Regions from separate parts of the Ovis aries genome. Here region 1 is linked to region 2. Evidence: chromatin contacts called from public Hi-C data. All regions are on one chromosome and are shown on one strand. Each heading gives the region's core, a stretch centred on a gene start, on an enhancer-like site or on the middle of the called end of the contact. The rest is flanking DNA. Distances are from core to core; before and after follow the strand shown. Region 1 holds the start of MYC (MYC proto-oncogene, bHLH transcription factor). Region 2 has its middle 45 kb from the start of GSDMC.

Region 1 (4,321 bases), core at 1,485-3,984, 1.8 Mb before region 2:
AAGGATCGAACCTCGGTCTCCTGCGTCTCCCGCATTGGCAGGCAGATTCTCCACCACTTAGCCACCTAGGAAGCCAGCCCGGAGGTAGCTATGGGTTCATTTTCACCACCTCTTATGCAGTTGGACAGCCTCCTCTGAACCACTTTTCTCTCCGGTGATTCCTCTTCTTTCCACCTCTCTGCAGTTGGCCTGAAGGAATCATAAAACGGCGGCTGGAAACTCATTTTAAGGAACCGCCCCTTCCTCAGCCGGGTGCTCCCGGACGCCCCTGCCCCCACCCGACCAGCCCGCCCTCAGCTGGCATCCAGACGCAGCGACCTAGGCTGCCAGTAGAGGGCACACTTACTTTAACTTTCGAAACCTGGGGCGCGGGTGCAGCTCTGGGAGGGGGCAGGGAAAGACGCTTTGCGGCAAAACTCTGGCTAGGGATTGGTCACTTGCGTTTGCGGCAAAGACCTGGAGGCTGGAGCAATTTGCAGTCATTAAAACCGACTTGTGCCTTGTGCCTGATTTGGAGGAAGTTACTACTCTTTTAACAATCGAATGCCGAGCAGCAAACTCAACGGGTAATAATTTATCTCAAACACAGGCATGACATAGGCGAGCCCTCCCCGTTCCAAATTTTTTTCACTTTTGGAAGGAGGGGGAAGGGGCGTGGAAAAGTTATAACGCCCTTGGATGAGGGACTGGGGCTGGGATAGATCGCCTCTGTATAATGCAAACTAGTAAATCCCGAGGGGATATGCATTATATATTAAATATAGATTCATTGAGGGAGTGAACAAATCATGTGTCGTGTTGGGCAAAATTCTAGGCTGACGTGAACATGAAAAGTATACAGATGTACGTGGATTCTACTATACATACACACTTCACTATGGTATTCAGAAAAAATTTAAGAGTCAGTGAACTAGGAAATCAATGCCTGAAATTCGGCCAATTTTTAATTGGCTCAAGACACTGCCAGCACACATCCCCCCCCCCCCCCAAGAAACGGAAGTAATACTTGGCTCCTCTCCTTAGATGAGAATCGATGCATTGTGTGTGTGTGTGTGTGTGTGTGTGTGTGTGTGTGTGTGTGTGTGTGATTTCGAGCCCAATGATAAAGAGAAAAGCAGACCCAGAAAGGAAGTCAACGTTCGGTTTGTCCTAGCAGGAAAGAGTTAACGGTTTTCCTCACCGGGGACTCTGCAGACTCCCCAGGCAGGATCCTCCGGCTCGCCCCCTTCCCTCTTCTGGGGAGTCTGGTCCTGAGGCTCGCGCCCCCCTCCCCCGGGCTGTATCCTCCCGTCTAGCGCCTTCTATTTTTCCCCAAACCTGGGAGCCCCAGAGTGGTGCAAACCGGCGCCACGGGGCGCAAAGAGGATTCGTCTCTCTTCTGAAACCTGGCTGCGGAATTGGGAACTCCGAGAGAGAGGCGCGGGGGTGGGATGGGGGTTTAGAGGGACGGGGGTGGTCCCCCGCGGCGCGCACCCGCAGGCGCGCTCCTCCCTTATTCCAGCTCTGGAACCCGCAGAAAGATCTCAGGGATTAGCGCGTACTGGGTGGGGGGAGGGGCAGGAGGAACGCTGGCCCCCACGGAGATCCGTGTAGGTCTGCGCGGGCAGAGCCAGGAGTGGGGGTCCTCTGCGACTTTGGCAGCAATCGGGGGATTCATTGTGGGTGGAAGGTGCGCAGTCGAGAAAGCTGCGCACACCCAGAATGCATAACACCCCCAACAAATGCAATGGGTGTTTATTCATACCGCGCTCTCCAAGTATACGTGGCAGCGCGTTGCTGAATTATTTTAGTAATTCCAGGCACCATTTTTCTTCCCCATACCTTTGATCATGTATCCCATCGACACTTAACCCCCCAGCACACACACACTCAGAGCGCACGCCCATCAATACCCCTTCTTTCCTCCTCTCTTCGTAGGAGTTATTTTCCAAAGGCTGCCCCTTCCCGGCCTGTCCACCCGGGACGTGCATGGCGCAGCCGTGGGTACACGGTGTATTCTCAGCATCTAGGGATGAGCGGTTCTGCCCCCAGATGATTTAAGAACACAGGACAAGTATGCGGTTTGTCCAACACAGCGCTGCTCCACAGGAACCAAGCAGCAGAGAGACGGTTTGAGCGGGAGCAAAAGAAAATGGTAGGCGCGCGCAGTTAATTCATGCGGCGCTCTGACCGTGTTTACATCCGAGAGCTCGGCGCACTGGAGTGCCAGGCTCAAAGAGCTGAATCTCCTCCCCTCCCGCCCTCCCTCCCCACCAGCGCCCCTCCCGGGTTCCCAAAGCAGAGGGCGGGGGAGACAAAGATCCTCTCTGGTGAGTCCCCGCCCACCAGCCCTTTATAGGCGAGGGTCTCCGCTGCGGAGGACCCCCGGGCTGCGCATCTCGCGGCTACCGCTGCGGCTGGCTCGCCGCGGCCGCCGCCTGGCTCCACCACTGCCTGGAAGGGCAGGGCTACTCTGAGGCTTGGCGGGAAAAAGAACAGAGGAGGGGCCTTACCTTCTCGTATAAAAGCCAGTTTTTTCTGGGCTTTATCTGACTCGCTGTAGTAATTCCAGCGAGAGGCAGAGGGAGCGAGCGGGCGGGCCCTCCAGGGTGGAAGAGCCGAGCCAGCCTAGCGAGCGGAGTCGCGCTCCGGGCGCCCGGGGAAGGGAGATCCGGAGTCAAAGGGGGGCTTCTGCGCCTCCAGCCAGGCCGGCCCCCACCCCACCCTCCCCGCGGACCCCTGCTAGCGGTCCGCCACCCGCGCCGCATCCGCGAAACTTTGCCCACTGGAACTTACAACACCCGAGCGACACCAAGACTCCCCGGACGCAGAGAAGCTCTTCTGCCTTTTTGGGGAGACACTTTCCCTCGCCGCAGCCCACGACCCGCGCCTCTGAAAGGCGCTCCTCGCCGCTTTTTGGACGCTAGATTTCCTTCGGATAGTGGAAATACGGGTGAGCACCCGGACCTATTGGCCTTTTTCATTTATTTTTGCTACCGCCTTAACGCCGCGATGAGCAGAACGCCCGAATCGAGTGTCTTTTCTCCCATTCCTGCGCTATTGACACTTTTCTCAGAGTAGTTGTGGCTGGTCGGGGTGGGGTGGAGAGGAACCAGAACTGGGTCGGGGTACAGTGACTTGTCAAGATGGGAAGAGAGAGGAAGGCAGAGGGAAACCGGGGGTGCGTTTTCTGAAAGTAGCCTTTAGAGGTTTTTGCTCGCCTTAGATGGACGCTGACCCCGGCCGGGTGGACATTCATGCTTTATTGCATTAATTGCTTTTTTGCCTTTTGTCGGGGAGAAGAAGGGTATGCTTCGCGGTTGACAGAAAACCCTTTACATCCTGAACTCCTTGGAGTAAGAATTACACATTGCATGTTTGAGCGAAGAGAGCTCCGCAGCCGCTGACTTTTTCCTGTCTGGAAAAGGGCATTTAAATTTCGGCTTACTGCATTTCTGACAGCCAGAGACAGACACTGCGGCGCGTCCCGCCCGCCGACCCCCTCGGCGTCTCCAACGCTCCCGGCTCCTTTTAGAAGTTGGCCTTTGACTTTTTTTTTAAAGGATAGTAAAATTAAAGATTTTGGTCTACAGAGAGGTTAGGATTCGGTGTTGGGAAGGCGCGGGGACGGGGAAAAGGAAGCTGGGGCAAAGATGTGTCCGAGTCTCCTGGAATTATTGACTCGGCGGTGGGGGGGGATGAGGGCAAAATCTCTGCACCTAGCCTTGGCTCCCCGGCCGCCTCCGGGGTCCCCGCGCGGGTGTCCCTACGCCCCCTGAGATGCGGAGGACGGCCAGGAGCGAGGCACCGGGCTTTTCGAGAACAGCTGCTACCCTCGGCTGGTGAGGGAGAAGACGCCCGGCTACGGGCGCGGAATCGTAGCAGGGTCTCTGGCGCAGTTACGTCGCCGTATTGAGTGTTGAAGGGAGACGTCTCTGTTATTATTTAACACTCTCCTTTTATTTATGAGGGTCGGGGGTGGGGGGGGGGGGGGTGGAGAAGGGCTAAAGGCTCGAAGCTGAGCTCGCCACCCCAGCCGGAGAGAGAAGGAAAGCCCGCAAAGGAAAGAAGGGGGTTGCGCTGGGGGTAGGGATGCGGGAGGCGGAGAAGGGAGGCTGGGAGGGGCGGCGGCGCCGGCAGGGGAAACAGCGAGACGAGGGCGCGCGAGTGGGAACGGGCGCGGCGCTAGGGGCCCGGGAGCGGGAGGGGGCCGAGCGCAACCGCTCCAGCCGCGGCGTCTCTCGCCGCCTCCTTCAGGTGGCGCAAAACTTTGCGCCCCGGCGTTTGGCAGATCCTATTCCCCACCGCCGCCGCCGCCTACCCGGGCCTGTGACGGAGGCCA
Region 2 (4,262 bases), core at 618-3,117:
CCTGAATATTCATTGGAAGGACTGATGCTGAAGCTGGAGCACCTGATGTGAAGAGCCGACTCGCTAGAAAAGACCCTGATGCTGGGAAAGATAGAAGGCAGGAGCAGAAGGGGGTGACAGAGGACGAGATAGGTAGATGGCATCACTGACTCAATGGACACGCATTTGAGCAAACTCCAGGAGATAGTGAAGGACAGGGAAGCCTGGCGTGGTACAATCCATGGAGCTGTAAAGACTCAGACACTACTTAGCGACTGAGCGACAACAATATATACAATGGAATAATAGTCAGCCCCCCAAAATAATGAAATAATGCCACTTGCAGCAACATGGCTGGACCTAGAGATTGGCATATTGGCATACTCCCTGAAGTCATAAAGAAAGAGACAAACACCATATGATATCACTTATGTGTGGAATCTGAAATATGACAGAAATGAACATATCTATAAAATAGAAACAGACTCACAGACATAAAGAACAGACTTGCGGTTGCCAAGTGGAAGGGAGGGTGGGGAGGAGAAGGACTGGGAGTTTGGGATTAGCAGATGCAAACGATTATATCTAGGACAGATAAACAGCAAGGCCCTACTGTGTAGCACAGGGAACTATATCCAACATCATATCCTGTGATAAACCATAGTGGAAAAGCTTGTGTGAAAGAGTATATGTCTAACTGAGTCATTACACTGTAAACATCAACGACACTTAATACAAAAATTTAAGTAAAAAAAAAAAAAAATTTAAAATATCAATAAAAGCCCCCCAAATTTTTATTCAAAGGAATCTGAATGAGACCCAAAGAATGTATTTTGAAAACACCTCCCATATGATTCTAACACCAAAAAAAAACAACATGACTGACGTCCAACCAGTTAACTAACGAGCATCCTTTCTATTCAGTTTGTGACGGGGTCATAATGGGTAAATATTTTGACCCTTGTCCCTATACACAAGCACTGCTCTGCTAGGTCTGTTGACAGGGAGCATCACCGAAGCGGCCTGGGAGACCTAGAAGAGACAGCTGAGAGTGACTAGCCCGTGGAGATTCCCTCTTGTCTGGGGAAGCCAGTTTTACACACATGCGCCTTGGGTACCCGCCACACAATAGCTCTGAAGGGCAGGAAAGAGCTTCTCTTTTCATCTGACTTACACACTTGGAATATGGATACAATTCCTTTTTGTTAAAGAAAAACTTTAAAGTATTCTTTTTTTTTTTTTTTCGGAAGATGTTAAAACCACTGACATGACACATTTATTTTTTAAGCAAGAAAGTGAGATCCAGAGAACCTGGATCACACTTTGTCCAGGGCCCATCTGCGCCAGCCGCCGCAGCCCCAGCCACCCAGCTCCATGGCTGAGGCCTTGGAGAGCTGTCATCACGGGCCCTGGTGCTTCCGTTTTGGGTGTAGGAGCCCCCACACCCCTCCAGAGGCACATGCCTGGGATGGCAAAGGAGCCATCAGCCCCTCCTCCGGGGGCGAGCCTGGTCTTCGCGGGCCCCGGGCAGCCCAGGCTCCCGCCCAGCCCAGGCTCCTGGCCGTTGTTGCCAGAGGTGGTTGTTTCCCCACCTGAAGAATCTTCCCACTGATGAGACCTTCTCTTCTGCTGTGGCTTTTCCTTCCTGAGGGCCCACCCCCAGGCCTTATCTCAGGTGAGGCCACGTCCAGGACCCAGGGCCGTTGCAGTGTTTCCTGGAACAGAGTTGCAAGACTCCTGTTTTCACAGAGGAGAAAAAGAGAAGGAGGCATCCGACGATCCGTGAGCTGGTTCCAAGAACAGGCGCTTATCTGCTCTGGCCCAGCTCTGGACCCAGGGCCAGGCGCCAGCCTCACAGCTGGTGACGGGGGCAGCCAGGAGAACCCACAGCCAGGCAGGGGGCATGCCCTGTGCCAAGCTAGAGATGCAGCAAGACGCAGCTCATGAGAGGGGGCCGAGACGCTGCAGCTGTGAGAGAGGGGACCGAGACGTTGCAGCTGTGAGAGAGGGGACCGAGACGCTGCAGCTGTGAGAGAAGGGGACCGAGACGCTGCAGCTGTGAGAGAGGGGACCGAGACGCTCCAGCTGTGCCAGCCCCACAAGGTTCCGCTGTGGAAAGGCAATGAGGCGCTGGAAAACCCTAGCCCTGCACGAGGCTCCCGGAACAGAGGAGGCTCTGGATTGCTCGGCAAACTGTAGTCAAGTGGAGGGTCTCCCCGAAGGACATCCCACCGCAGTGAGGAGGTTACTTATTGTTTAGTCACCTAAGTCGTGTCTGACTCTTTGCGACCCCATGGACTGTAGCCCACAAGGCTCCTCTGTCCATGGGATTTCCCAGGTGAGACTAAAAAGGGTTGCAATTTCCTTCTCCAGGGGATCTTCCCAACCCAGGGATCAAACCCGTGTCTCCTACTGGGCAGGCAGATTCTTTACCACTGAGCCATCAGTTAATAAAGGGAGGATGCTAGGTGTGTTCAAAAAGCTAAGGGTCCATAAGATTCCAATAGTAGTTCCAAGCAAGTAGTGAGGAAAGGTGATACAAATTACTGCATGGTCTACATGGTCAATAACTAACCAGATAAATATTAGGATCAATAAATACTAGGTCCAGGGGGAAGTTCAGGCAGGAAGGACTGGCAAGATTTGGCTTAATAATATCTATCATTTATTAAGCACTGAATACCTGCCAGAATTTGAGGATTTCACTTCCAAGAACGCTACCAGGTCTGTATAAATACCTCCACTTCCCTACCTTGGCTATTGTAAATAGTGCTGCTATGAACACTGGGTTTCCCATCAACAGATGACTCATTTTATATATACATATATACACACACATATATGCATAGTAATATATACAGTGGAATATTACCCAGCCATGATAAAGAATAAAATATTACCATTTGCAGCAACATTGATGAACTTAAGAGAATATCACACTAAGTGAAATAAGTCAGACAGAAAAAGACATATAATGTCATTCATATGGGGGGTACAAAAAAATCATACATATGAATCTATACATAAAACAGAACCAACTCACAGACATAGAAAACAAATTTATGGTTACCAAAGGGGGAAGCAGGGAGGGATAAGTCATGAGTATGGGATTAACAGATACAAACTATACACAAAATAGATAAGCAACAGGGATTTACTGCATAGCACAGGGAACCATATTCAACAGTTTATAATAACATGAAGGAAAATAATCTGAAAAAAATGTATATACATATAACTGAGTCACTTTCCTGTACATCTAAAACTAACACAAAATTGTAAATCAATTACATATATGATATATGTTTGTATCCACTTCAGAGAACAGGGGACCGAAACCGAGAGGCCCAGTGATGTCCTGAGAAACTCAGCTGTGGAACCAGAGTGGCAGAGAGGGTCTATCTGGGTTAAGGCCTTTGCCCAAGTTTCCTCGGCTTCGAACAATAAGGAGGATTTGGATATGGGCAAAAGGAAGGAGCGGTCATTCCAGGCTGGTGAAAAGAGCTTTTGAAAACAGAAGTAGCAAAGAAAAAAAAAACCCACACAAGGCCATTAACAGATATAGATTTCGTTGGGATGGAGATTTCTAGAATAAGTAACATTGATGGAGTACTCGCTATACCAAGTGAAGTTCTAAGAGCTTCATCATCAATGAAACGTATCATCTCATTTAACCCTCACGACAACCCTATGAGAAATGAAGCGTGATGATTCCCAGTGTGTGGACGACGCTATAGATGCACAGAGACGTTAAGTAACTCATCCAAGACCACCCAGCTGGTAAGTGGGACACGTAGGATTTGAACACCATCTAGATGGAAAGTCCATGCCCCCCATCACCTTGTTATACTTGAAAGAGTTCCATCTTGACATCCCCAGAGTGCCCAGCACCAAGGATGGCCCCTGAAGAGATGAAGCATGTTTCATATTGCCGGCTTCTTGGATGAACTGACCGCTATAAGTTACCTCTTTGGTGCCAACATTTCACTTCTTCAATCCAGCCTTCATGCTGCCTCTAGAGGTGTAATGCTAAATTGTTTCCTTCAAAAATGCAATGCTTGTCCTCCTTTGAGGCAGGTCTGTTCCCCCAGCTCTGCCCTCCACCCTGGCTCAGAGGCAGAGCCGCTCATTTGACCCCTCCTTCTGCTCCATCTGTATGAAGCTCAAAAGCCATCTTGCCCACGGGTGCTTTGGCATCCTTACCATGACAATCCCCTCCCACGCCGCTTTGCTGGTCCCCCACTGCCCTGCACTCCTGAGTGTGCACTCCATTACACTCCTGA

The links. A called contact is a pair of places that touch in the nucleus more often than the background predicts.
Region 1: a Hi-C map of hypothalamus shows a contact between it and region 2, with 3 times the contacts expected there. The contact joins the promoter of MYC here to the enhancer-like site in region 2. A contact is called at or near these places in 2 of 16 Hi-C or Micro-C datasets (hypothalamus and muscle).

What each region holds. Positions count from the first base shown.
Region 1 is chr9:25,736,949-25,741,269 of ARS-UI_Ramb_v3.0, reverse strand. It overlaps MYC (MYC proto-oncogene, bHLH transcription factor), which reads left to right and starts at 2,734. Exons shown (of 3, transcript NM_001009426.1): 1 at 2,734-2,932. It overlaps LOC132657163 (a long non-coding RNA gene), which reads right to left and starts at 2,419. Exons shown (of 2, transcript XR_009594937.1): 1 at 347-2,419; 2 at 1-189.
Region 2 is chr9:23,930,931-23,935,192 of ARS-UI_Ramb_v3.0, reverse strand. No RefSeq gene overlaps it. Among named protein-coding and RNA genes, the nearest start is that of GSDMC, 45 kb to the right of the region's middle. Within about 2 kb of position 1,867, at least 2 of the 54 cell types and tissues checked have an H3K27ac peak or open chromatin away from gene starts, as enhancers often do. A contact at or near this core is called in hypothalamus, where this site is marked.